3 separate regions of the Mus musculus genome follow, and regions 2 and 3 are each linked to region 1. Evidence: chromatin contacts called from public Hi-C data. All regions are on one chromosome and are shown on one strand. Each heading gives the region's core, a stretch centred on a gene start, on an enhancer-like site or on the middle of the called end of the contact. The rest is flanking DNA. Distances are from core to core; before and after follow the strand shown.

Evidence for each region. Hi-C and Micro-C count contacts between places; a contact is called where the count stands out from the background.
Region 2: a Hi-C map of uterus shows a contact between it and region 1, with 4 times the contacts expected there. The contact joins two enhancer-like sites. A contact is called at or near these places in 2 of 484 Hi-C or Micro-C datasets (both in uterus) and 1 of 9 other capture datasets (embryonic stem cells).
Region 3: a Hi-C map of uterus shows a contact between it and region 1, with 4 times the contacts expected there. The contact joins two enhancer-like sites. A contact is called at or near these places in 2 of 484 Hi-C or Micro-C datasets (both in uterus) and 1 of 9 other capture datasets (embryonic stem cells).

What each region holds. Positions count from the first base shown.
Region 1 is chr12:79,324,971-79,328,267 of GRCm38.p6, reverse strand. It overlaps Rad51b (RAD51 paralog B), which reads right to left. Exons shown (of 11, transcript NM_009014.3): 6 at 3,182-3,297; 7 at 864-1,047. Among named protein-coding and RNA genes, the nearest start is that of Rad51b, 29 kb to the right of the region's middle. Within about 2 kb of position 1,862, at least 10 of the 459 cell types and tissues checked have an H3K27ac peak or open chromatin away from gene starts, as enhancers often do. A contact at or near this core is called in uterus, where this site is marked.
Region 2 is chr12:79,659,966-79,663,618 of GRCm38.p6, reverse strand. All of the region lies in intron 8 of Rad51b (RAD51 paralog B), which reads right to left. Among named protein-coding and RNA genes, the nearest start is that of Gm36048, 140 kb to the left of the region's middle. Within about 2 kb of position 2,183, at least 62 of the 459 cell types and tissues checked have an H3K27ac peak or open chromatin away from gene starts, as enhancers often do. A contact at or near this core is called in uterus, where this site is marked.
Region 3 is chr12:79,733,977-79,737,245 of GRCm38.p6, reverse strand. The region is part of intron 8 of Rad51b (RAD51 paralog B); the gene reads right to left. Among named protein-coding and RNA genes, the nearest start is that of Gm36048, 63 kb to the left of the region's middle. Within about 2 kb of position 1,690, at least 31 of the 459 cell types and tissues checked have an H3K27ac peak or open chromatin away from gene starts, as enhancers often do. A contact at or near this core is called in uterus, where this site is marked.

The DNA.
Region 1 (3,297 bases), core at 613-3,112:
AACAAATAAGAACCATAAAGTCTCAAGCAAATTTTATGTCAGGTTAAGGAATTTCCTTGTCTGGGTGGGAACATGGCTAAGACTAAAAAGCCTGGAAGAGTGTGGTAACCCATACCTGTAACCCTAGCACTAAGGCAAAAAGCAAGAGGGTCTGGGGGGAGGACGGTCGGGCTGGACAGCAGGATGCTGTCTGGAAGAAATCAAAGCAAGCATAGTAATACCCAATGCTCCTGAGGCTGCAGAACAAGTTCAGCCTCCCACATGTAGCAGAGTGGGGTGTAACTTAATATACATCTCTGTGTTGTCTGCTGTGCATCTCCAACCCTAATAATCACCCCTCAGACTTCCTGATCACAATGCCCACCACAGAAAACCATTCCAAGAGCTCCTTTAAGGTATTCTCTGTGCCATTTCCATTCATGGTTGACCTCTGCCCATTGGAAACAAACCAAAACAGCGCTGAACAGGGTAACCCATGAACAGAGCCTAAAAGATCTAAGTTACAAAACCCACAGGATACACCGTCGCTGCAAAGAAAGTTCGCAGAAACAGACCCAGGCCGCTCTTCGAGTCGTCCCACGTAACAGTAATCTCAGCATGACAGACGTGACACAGAACTCACAGAATGAGTAACCCGTGAGAAGGAATGAAGGAAGGGACGGTGGGAACCGCCAGAAACACTTAAGTCTGTCCCGGGTCATGTTATAAAAGGGGACATAACCAGCAGAGAGGGTGGCTTACGAAAGCAGTTACTTGCCATAGCAATCCAACTTTAGAAGTCAGATGTTTAGTCTTCCCTAAGTATATCATCTGATACTGTAAGGTCATGACCTTAAGAGAAAAGAAGGAAAAGGGACACTTACTGGGATTGAAAACTCCCCTGCCAGGTACTTCAGTAAGGACGCTCCTTTGCCCAAGAACTTGTTCCTTTCTTTGATGTTGCCTTGAAGCTTCGGGTCAAACTCCTTTCTGACCACAGAAGCAATGGAGTCAACAATCACAAGCTTAACTCCTTTCGAAATGATCTCTTCCTCCAAAGACTCAAGCCTGTGAAAGTAGAATTTGTAAAATAACAAACAAGTGTAAGACACGAACTCTTTTTTATTTTTCTTTTCAGAAGGAAAATAGAAGAACACTGTATTAGGGTTTGAGAGAAAAGCCAAAACACAAGTTGGGCAAGCTGTAAATCCTGGCAGCTGCTGGGAGGAGGGAGCCAGTGAAGACTTAGAGTGCAATGGAGGTCTGCAAACATCTGTGAGGGGAAGAGGGCGTTAGAGCAAACAGCCTGGAGGTTGAGAGCAAACACGCTTAGGACTCTGGTTGTTCTCCAGGTCAGAGACAGAGGTGGGGAAAGGACAGCCATGCTTTTGGAGTTAGAACTCAGGAAAGCAGGCAGGCCTAACCCTGAAGATCTGTAAGTCACTTCAAAGACATGACTTTAAAAAGTGAAGGGGCTGGAGAGACAGATGGCTCAACAGTTAGGAACACTTGCTTCTCTTGAAAAGGACCAGGGTTTGGTTTCCAGCATGTACGTGAGGGTTCACGCCCATTGGTAACTCTAGTTCCAGGGGACCCCACCCACTCTTCCAACCTCCAAGGGCACCAGACATATAAGTGGTATACACACAAACATGCAGGCAAATACTCATACTCATAAAATACAAAATAAATAAACCTAAAACAACAACACCACCATGCTGAAAGGGTTAATCAGCTTTAAAATAACAACGAGCCAGCTCTGGTAACAGAGATCTGTAGCCCTCATTAATCAGGAAATTAAAGAAAGAAGTTTGCAAGGTCAAGGCTAAACTGGGCTACAGTGGGAGTTGTTCAAAACCATACTGGATAACATAGTCTGTATGTTATCAAAATAAAAACTTAAAAAAGTGCTGAGAGGAGCTGGAGAGATGGCTCAGTGGATAAGAGCGCTGACTGCTCTTCCAAAGGTCATGAGTTCAATTCCCAGCAACCACAGGGTGGCTCACAACCATCTGTAAAAGGATCTGATGTCCTCTTCTGGGGTGTCTGGAAACAGCTACAGTGTACTCAAATAAATAAAATAAATCTTTTTAAAAAAAAAAAGTGCTGAGATGCAGCTCAGCCCTTGCCTGACACACGAGGCCCTAGGTTCAAGCCCAGTAACACACATGCACTTGCTCATGCACTCATGTGTGTGCACACACACACACATACCACACACACACACACACACACACACACACACACACACAGCGATGGCTGTAAAATTCAGCACACATAACTTAGTTCACCACTCCTATCACATTGCATTCTTCTGGAAATATCAACAGTGTTTTCATGTTGCCCTACAATACTACAAAAGCTGTAATTTTACAGGAAAGCTACTTGTGTAGCCAGTCTAAAACGGCCTCTAAAACAGCCTCCTCTTATTCCCCTATCCTGGTGTGTCCTATCTTTTTATGAATTTCTACATAAATGCCTTCCCATACTACACAAGAGTTGGTCTATGTGACAAGTGCTCATGACAAAATGGTGATGCTCTTATTCCAGACAGTGGGGGTGAAAGACTACACTTTCCTTGTGTAAAGAAAGGACGCCTTCCAATGGTGCACGAGTGAGCTTGGGTACAGGCATACCAGCCCACTGGTCAACAAAACAACAGCTATCCTGGACAACAAGCAAAGCAGGAGAGCCAGCTGAGCCACTTCCAGAAGCTCACTCGCCAGAAAATAAGTATTTGCTGTTCTAAGCTGCCACATTTACAGGTAGTTCACTAACAAAACAACTTATAATTAATAAGCTACTTAGATTCTAAAATATTCACTGATTTTTTTTCCATTTTAAAGAAACATTTCAAAAAAACTACAATGAATGAAGAAGGCACAAATTATTATTTTTTTTAAAGATGTATTTACTTTATGTATATGAATACACTGTAGCTGTCTTCAGACACATCAGAAGAGGACTTCGGATCCCATTACTGATGGTTGTGAGTCACTATGTGGTTGCTGGGAATTGAACTCAGGACCTCTGGAAGAGCAGTCAGTGCTCTAAACCATTGAGCCATCTCTCCAGCCCAAATTATTATTTCTTTAACTCCATTATATAAGAATTATTTTACTAAGAAGCTGAAAACGGGGAGGAGAAAACTTTCAAAGCATTACTAAAATATAAGATGTTTTAGTAATGTGAAACCGCCTACCTTTGTAGAAGCCCCTCACAGGTGAGCTCTCGGCAAAGATGAACTCTACTGCTGGTCAGAAGCAATTTTTCCTCAGTGTTAAAATATTGTGGAAAACGAGATTCCGCAATCTCAAC
Region 2 (3,653 bases), core at 934-3,433, 340 kb before region 1:
AGTGTGAGCTTGAACTCTGAAGGGCTTGGAGCTAACATGTGGAGAGAGTTGGCTAACTTGACCAACCCACCCAAAAGTTTGTGGTTAATGGATTACAAATTTGGGTAATGCAGAACAATAAATCACAACTAAAATAATAAAGCTGAAAGTACACACAATTTAAGCAGAAACACCAGTGTTTTTTATCGGAAATGAAAGAGAGCATTGATCACAGCAACTGTCTGAGATTAGCAGGGAGCCGCATTTTCAAACATCCTGCAGTAAATTCAGAGCAGAGCCAGCTGGAAAGCAAGAGTGGAAATAAAACGAGAGAATTCATACCACGCTTTGAAGTCTGCTTCTTTCACAACCACGAGTCCCCGATTCGCCCCAACCATTCGGAGCTGCTTTTGCTTGCTAAATTTATTTTAAAAGACACACAAGCCACACACACTTGCATATAATCTTTCAAATGGACTCCAGCTTTTTGCAAGGGTGGCTTGTTAGGGAATTTGAATCCCAAAATACTTTCTCTTGCAAATGAAATCAGCCATCAATTCCCTTGACTGCCACAGGAATAGAAAGGCTTCCAGCACTAAAACTAAAATCCACTCCTGGTTCTGGTAAGGAGCACATTTTACTTCTTCTTTTGTTCTATCTTTGACCCTTCCATGCACTTTCAAGTTTTACTTTCCATGTGCTGTAGTCAACCAAAGACTACTAACAGAGATAAGAAGATACCAACGCACCAGATGTCGGAACACTGGGTGGCAGCCCGGTAATGTCTTCCATCCCATGAAACGACTTGGGACTCCTCAAGTGGGCCTGACATGTCACCATATTGAAAATTAACTGCTACCCTCCCAAACCATCAGAAGAGAGCAAGTTAAAGGTGCGAGTTGAGCAGAGCTCCAATCTTGCTACTACACAACAATGTCACCTACCAACCATGCCCCAGTGTATGGGGACTTGGGTCAGTTCTGCTCAAATCCTAGGTCAGAATAGGATAGGCATTTATGGGCAGCTAGGTCATTAGACCCCTTCCCTAATGACCAATACGAGGAAAGAGAGTCCCTGTGACTGAGGCCCAGCAACCCAGGGTCTCTTCTGAGTTGCCGCAAGGAAGAACTACAAGAGCTAAGAATCAGAAGAGTTGCAATAACTGTTGAATGATTTCTGATAGTATGTATATCAGGATTTTCACCATTAAAACAATTATCTGGAAAAGTTGCTTTGAATGACACTACCTACTCAGGTCTAGAATTATGGAAAACATAAAACAATAAATATTGTTATTTTTTTTAAACTTGGTCTCATTTGTGAAATGATGGGCTGGACAAATAGAACAACCATGAAGTCTTTTCCAGCCCTGATATTATTGTAAGACAGTAGGGGGTCTAAAGAGCAACCAACTGGTGGGATTTTAACTCTACTGTACAGAGTCAGGCAAATGACCTCATTGTTGAGGCTGCTCTAGTTAGCAAAGACACTTTGGCAGGCTTGACACACACCCCTCTTTCTATATTGCTTCTTTCTTATTCCGTATTCATTTCTGGGGCTGTCTGTCCCTTATTCTCTTTGTGTCTCTTCCATATGAACATATAGCCAATCAGAAGTGTATGCAACCCAGAGAGAGTGAGAAACACCCTGGGCTGGGATGACTTTGCATGGACCCTGAATGTTCTATTTTCTTGAATCAATGAGGGTAGTTCATGAAAGGCAGGCTGCAAAAACGCCAAGTAACTGAATGTGTCCTCTTATTCCTTCCTAAGACACAAGCTGTGTAGGGCAGGAATCGGTTGGGAAAGGCGTCGGCCTATGGAGTCCACTCCTTCCTTCTTTGGCCATCCCACCTCAGAGCTGTTAAGTCAACACTGGAATGAAACTGCAATGCAGGGACTCATATTGGGGACCCAAACTGTGAACACTAGGTGTGCTTAATCCAGACAACAACCCAGGCACAAATTGAATAAGGCAGAGGCAGCAATGCCAAAACAAAGAACTCTCAACTCTACAAACACTGGGAGGGCAACAGCTGGTCAGCTGAGATTAAAGGAGCACAGAGTGCCTCCCATCTCCTGACTTCTCCTCCCCCATAGCCATCCTTGTAGCCAGCCAGGACTTACTTTTATAGCCCTGTGCAGATGACCTTGTTCCAGCTAAGATAGGGGCTCCTTTGATCTCAGCAGGGGATGCTCTGGGCTTGCAGCTGGCAGATATTAATAGCACAGGATCAGCTTGGGCAGAAGAGACGGCTCAGTTGGACCAGGTCACTTGTATTCCCTTCTCTGCAGCAGAGCAGAAGGGACTTCATTTCCCGGATCAACCCCTGCTGGGTGCTTCTCTCAGGTCAACCCAGATCATTTTATTGCTGGCTGCTCTTGGCTGCATGCTCTCACCCCACAACTGTTTTCAAGTGAACACTGTTTAAGCAAGGGCCTCTGTTCTGCAGCTGAAATCCATTACAGGTTTACTCTGTGAAACAGAAGAGCCACCCGTGGCTGGGTGCTGCCCATCTGCAGACCCACCTCACCCTGTCAGGACTGAAAAAGACTCAAGCAATCGCTCACTTCTTCAAACTAACATCAGGCAGAAGAAGAAACTGAGGTCCAAAGTGATGAAAAGACTTGCCCATCGTCATTAGTTAGCGCATAGGCAAAGGTGACCAAATAAAGGACTGAAACCACAAGCATTTTGTGCCATGTATTTCTCCTCTCTCTCTCTCATAGGAACTTAGGGACCATTGCAATATATTTGATCAGGAATGAATGTTCTAAGAAATGACCCCCACCTCTTTGTCTGAAGTTCTCGGGACGGAATGTTGTTGTTTCAAGAGTATTAGGCAAGTGTTTTCCCCAGCCAAAATCTGTTCATTTTAACTTACTGGTAAATGACCCCATTTTAGACTTTGGTTAAAACACTCCCACATCCTCTTTACCTATTTAGCTATACAAGCAAAATACCTTAAAAAACAAAACAAACAAACAAACAAACAAAACCCCAACTGCTTCAATCGCCATTAGGGCTTCATAGTCAGGAACAGCTAGTTACCTAAGGATGAGCTAGGAACTTCCTTTGCTGCTATCATTTTCCTGTTGCCATTACACTAGAGTCCAAAGCCATTTCTTCCCCTGCCATTTCATTCCACTTTGCTTAATATAAAGCAGGATTCTGGGAACTTGTTTCCAAATAAAGAAGAAAGATAATCTTCCAATTTCCTCAGAGCTGAACAAGTGTGTGTGTGCATGTATGGTATGTGAGTGTGCTTGTGTGTAGTGTATATATGGTATATGTATATTTTGTGTGTGGGTATGATGTGTGCAGGTATGGTTTATGAGTGTGTTTGTGTATTGTGTGTATATGGTATATGTATAAGGTATGTATCTGTGTGTCATGTGTGCATGTATTGTTCCTGAATGTGTTTGTGTGTAGTGTGTATATAGTATATGTATATGGGGTATGTATGTGTGTGTGTAATATGTGCATGTATTGTTTGTGAGTGTGTTTGTATATAGTGTGTATATGATATATATGTTTTGAGTGTGTGTGATGTGTGCATGTATGGTTTGTTGAGTGTGTTTGTATGTAGTGCATATATTGTTTGCGTGATGTGTGCATGTATAGTATTTGAATGTGTTTGTGTATATTGTATATATGGTGCATATGGTATGTGT
Region 3 (3,269 bases), core at 441-2,940, 410 kb before region 1:
AATTCTGATGAACTTGTTTCTAACTAGCTAACTAGCTGTGTAGCTAGTCACTGGAACTTGCTTCCCTCATCTTAAACAAAGAGATCATGACCAGACTAATTTTGACGGTTGATGGGACAAGGAAATCAGGATATATAGAGAAATTAACAAGAGTGAAAGATTTGGACTAAACATAAAAATGATTTCTTGGCTGGGAGTGATGGGACTATATTTTAATTTAGAAGTCTATTAACAGGTGTCGATTAACCTGTAGTCACCCCATCGATCAAATCTAACTCCAAATGATTGGAATGCCAACTTCATTTGTTTTTATAAGACTGAAGCCATCACTCTTTGAAAATAAGGGTGCTTTATGTGAATGCACACAAATCACAGACTCGATGGAGGTGGAGCTTTCCTCTGCAATACAAATATTGAGGCTGACACTAAATGGTGAAGGGCTGGGTGCAGCTCAGGTACTAAAGCACTTGCCTTGAGTGGAACTCAGAGACTACAAAAGAAGTTAATGAAACCAAATAGAATGAAATAGTAAGAACGTTGAAACGTTCAAGGCAAGAGTTTGGATTATATTTTCCTGGAAATGACACTGGGGTGGTTGGTAATGCCAGGCAGACTTCTAGGTGAGTTACTACACAGGTACAGCCCTGTGACGGGTCTTGGGTTCTATAGGAAAGCATACTGAACTTCTGTATCAGCTCCTGCATCGAGGTTCCAGCCCTGTTTGAGTTCCCTTCCTGACTTCCTTCGGTGATGGACTACACTCCGTGGAGGTGTAAACCAAATAAACCCTTTCCGCCCCAGGTTGCTTCGGTCGTGGTATTTTACCACAGCAATCGTTAGCCCCTCACTGCTGACTCTTGCTAGACCTAGTGATTTTACCTTATTGCATCCTTGGCTCATCTCTATGGGAATTTTAATACAATGAAATCATCTTAATTATACACGCATATTGACATCCCAGGAAGCTCATGAAAACTACCTGGCAGAAAGCATAGATGTACATTCGCTTTAGCTATCTGGGCTTTGTTGGGGCATTAACCACAATTCATGAGTGAGATGTCATCTTGAGCCTGTGTGTGGCCGGTTAATCACGTGTTTTCAGTCTGGCTCAGTGAACAAGCTCTGCAAGTTCACTTTGGCCTCCTCCAACAGTCTTAGTTTTTCAAGATGACCAACAACTGACAGAGGGAATGACTGGAAGGGGAAGTCACCCCTTTGCTGGCCAAGTAAAACCAGGCCATCTTATGGAGCTCACAGCAGCTAGTTGGAGGCATGATTTAAGCCTAAAAAAACTCTCTAGAATCCCAAGGCTTCCACAAAAAGGCAACTTCGGAGAATGGCAGCAAAATAAAAGCCTGGGACCTCAGGACATGGTTCCAGGAACAATGAGTACAGAAGAGTGAAACGGAGTCACTTTTTCCAGGCAGGCCACTTCCACAGACAATGCAGTCACACGGCAATAAGCAGCATTTACGAGTACATGAGGACACCCTGCATGTTTATAGACACCGCAGCAGCCGCCAACAGCGGAAGAGAGGGAGTGGATCCATTTATGAACAGCAGCCTCTCTCTTCACCCTGCTATAACTCCACTAAACCCATGGGAGCCTAGCTTACCAGTTCAGCAAGAACCATCTTGATTAAAATACGATGTCTCTGGTCACTAAGAGTTCTCCGGGGAAGTAATGGGAAAGTAGCCAAACCACACTATGTGAGAAGCAGACGAAGCCTCTCTCCTTTACAGGCAGACATGTTCTGGCCCGAGCCAGTCTTCTCACCAGCTCCTCCGCTCTCCGACCCAGCTTCCCACGGGGTAGATCTGGCTGCCTTCTATTTACTCTTCACACCCTGTCATACCTCTCCTCTCTCCCTGGGAGTGACAATTTCATTCGATCCCCCGGCAAAAGGATACCATTTACCACATCACCTTGGAAGCCTAGGAAATCAGCCCTGGACAGAAAGTTGGAGAGAGCCAGAAAGGGGATTTCCTATGTTGGCCTGCCAGTCCGCCATTTCTCATCAGTTCCCTTGTTTCCCCTCAAAGCACTTGGAAGACTCTCAGCGAACCCTGTTGACTTAGTACTTGGAAAAGTGCATGAGGTAAAAATGACCTCCAGTTTACAGACCTTAGTCAGAAAGATCTTGTTGGTTTGGGTTTTGAGACAGTGTTACTGACCTTGCCTCCTGAGTGATAGGATTTCAGAGGTATGCATCCCTAGGTAGAAGGATTGATTTTGTTGTTGTTGTTTTGTTTTGTTTTTTCGAGACAGGGTTTCTCCGAATAGCCCTGGCTGTCCTGGAACTCACTCTGTAGCCCAGGCTGGCCTCAAAATTAAGAAATCTGCCTGCCTCTACCTCCCGAGTGCTGGGATTAAAGATGTGTGCCACCACGCCCAGCCTAGGATTGATTTTTTAAAATCCACTCGTTCATTTACTTACTCAACATTCAATAAATACAGAGTACCTGTATACACCAGGAACTGGGCTGAGACTAAGTCCAAACTGATGTCATGTGACTGACACCTGGCAGTGCCAGTCTATCCTTGAATGAGAAGCCCCATTTACTATTTCCTGAAACAAGTAGCCCTGGATCAGCGCAGTAGAACGACTAACAGATACCCCGTCTACTCTCTCGCCATTCCAAGAATAGGAAAGCTTTGCTGGAGAGAATGAATCAGGAAACACCAGGTGATTTTTTATGGTGAAATTATCCTCCTTTCTATAATGGACATCATGCTACCAGACAATGTCTACTGAAAATCAAAAGGGATAAAGGCAGTGAGATGCCTCAGTAGTAGAGGCTCTTGCCACCAAGCCCGAGGACCTGGGTTTGATGCCCAAGACCCACATGATAGAACTCGGTGACTAACTCCTATAAGTTGTCCTCTGAGCTCCATATATGCACCCTGCCCACACATGTGCACACAAAATAAATAGATAGATGGATGGTATGCACAAATGCATTTTGTAAAATATGATTTAAAATGCACAACTAAATTTAATCTTAGGTTTATAAGGGTTGAGAGATAAAAGAAAGGTAGTCTCAGTTGATAAGGTTGATTAACAATGACTTATGATGCTCTGATTCTTTTTAAATCTTCATGGGTGTTTTTTTTTTCTGCATGTATGTTTATGCATTATGTGCATATAGTACATAAGGAGGCTGGAAGAAGGCATTTGATCCCTCAGAAATACAATATTAATTGGTTGTTAGCTATCATGTGGGTACTAAGAACTGAACCTGTGTCCTCTAGCAAAGCAAAGCAACCA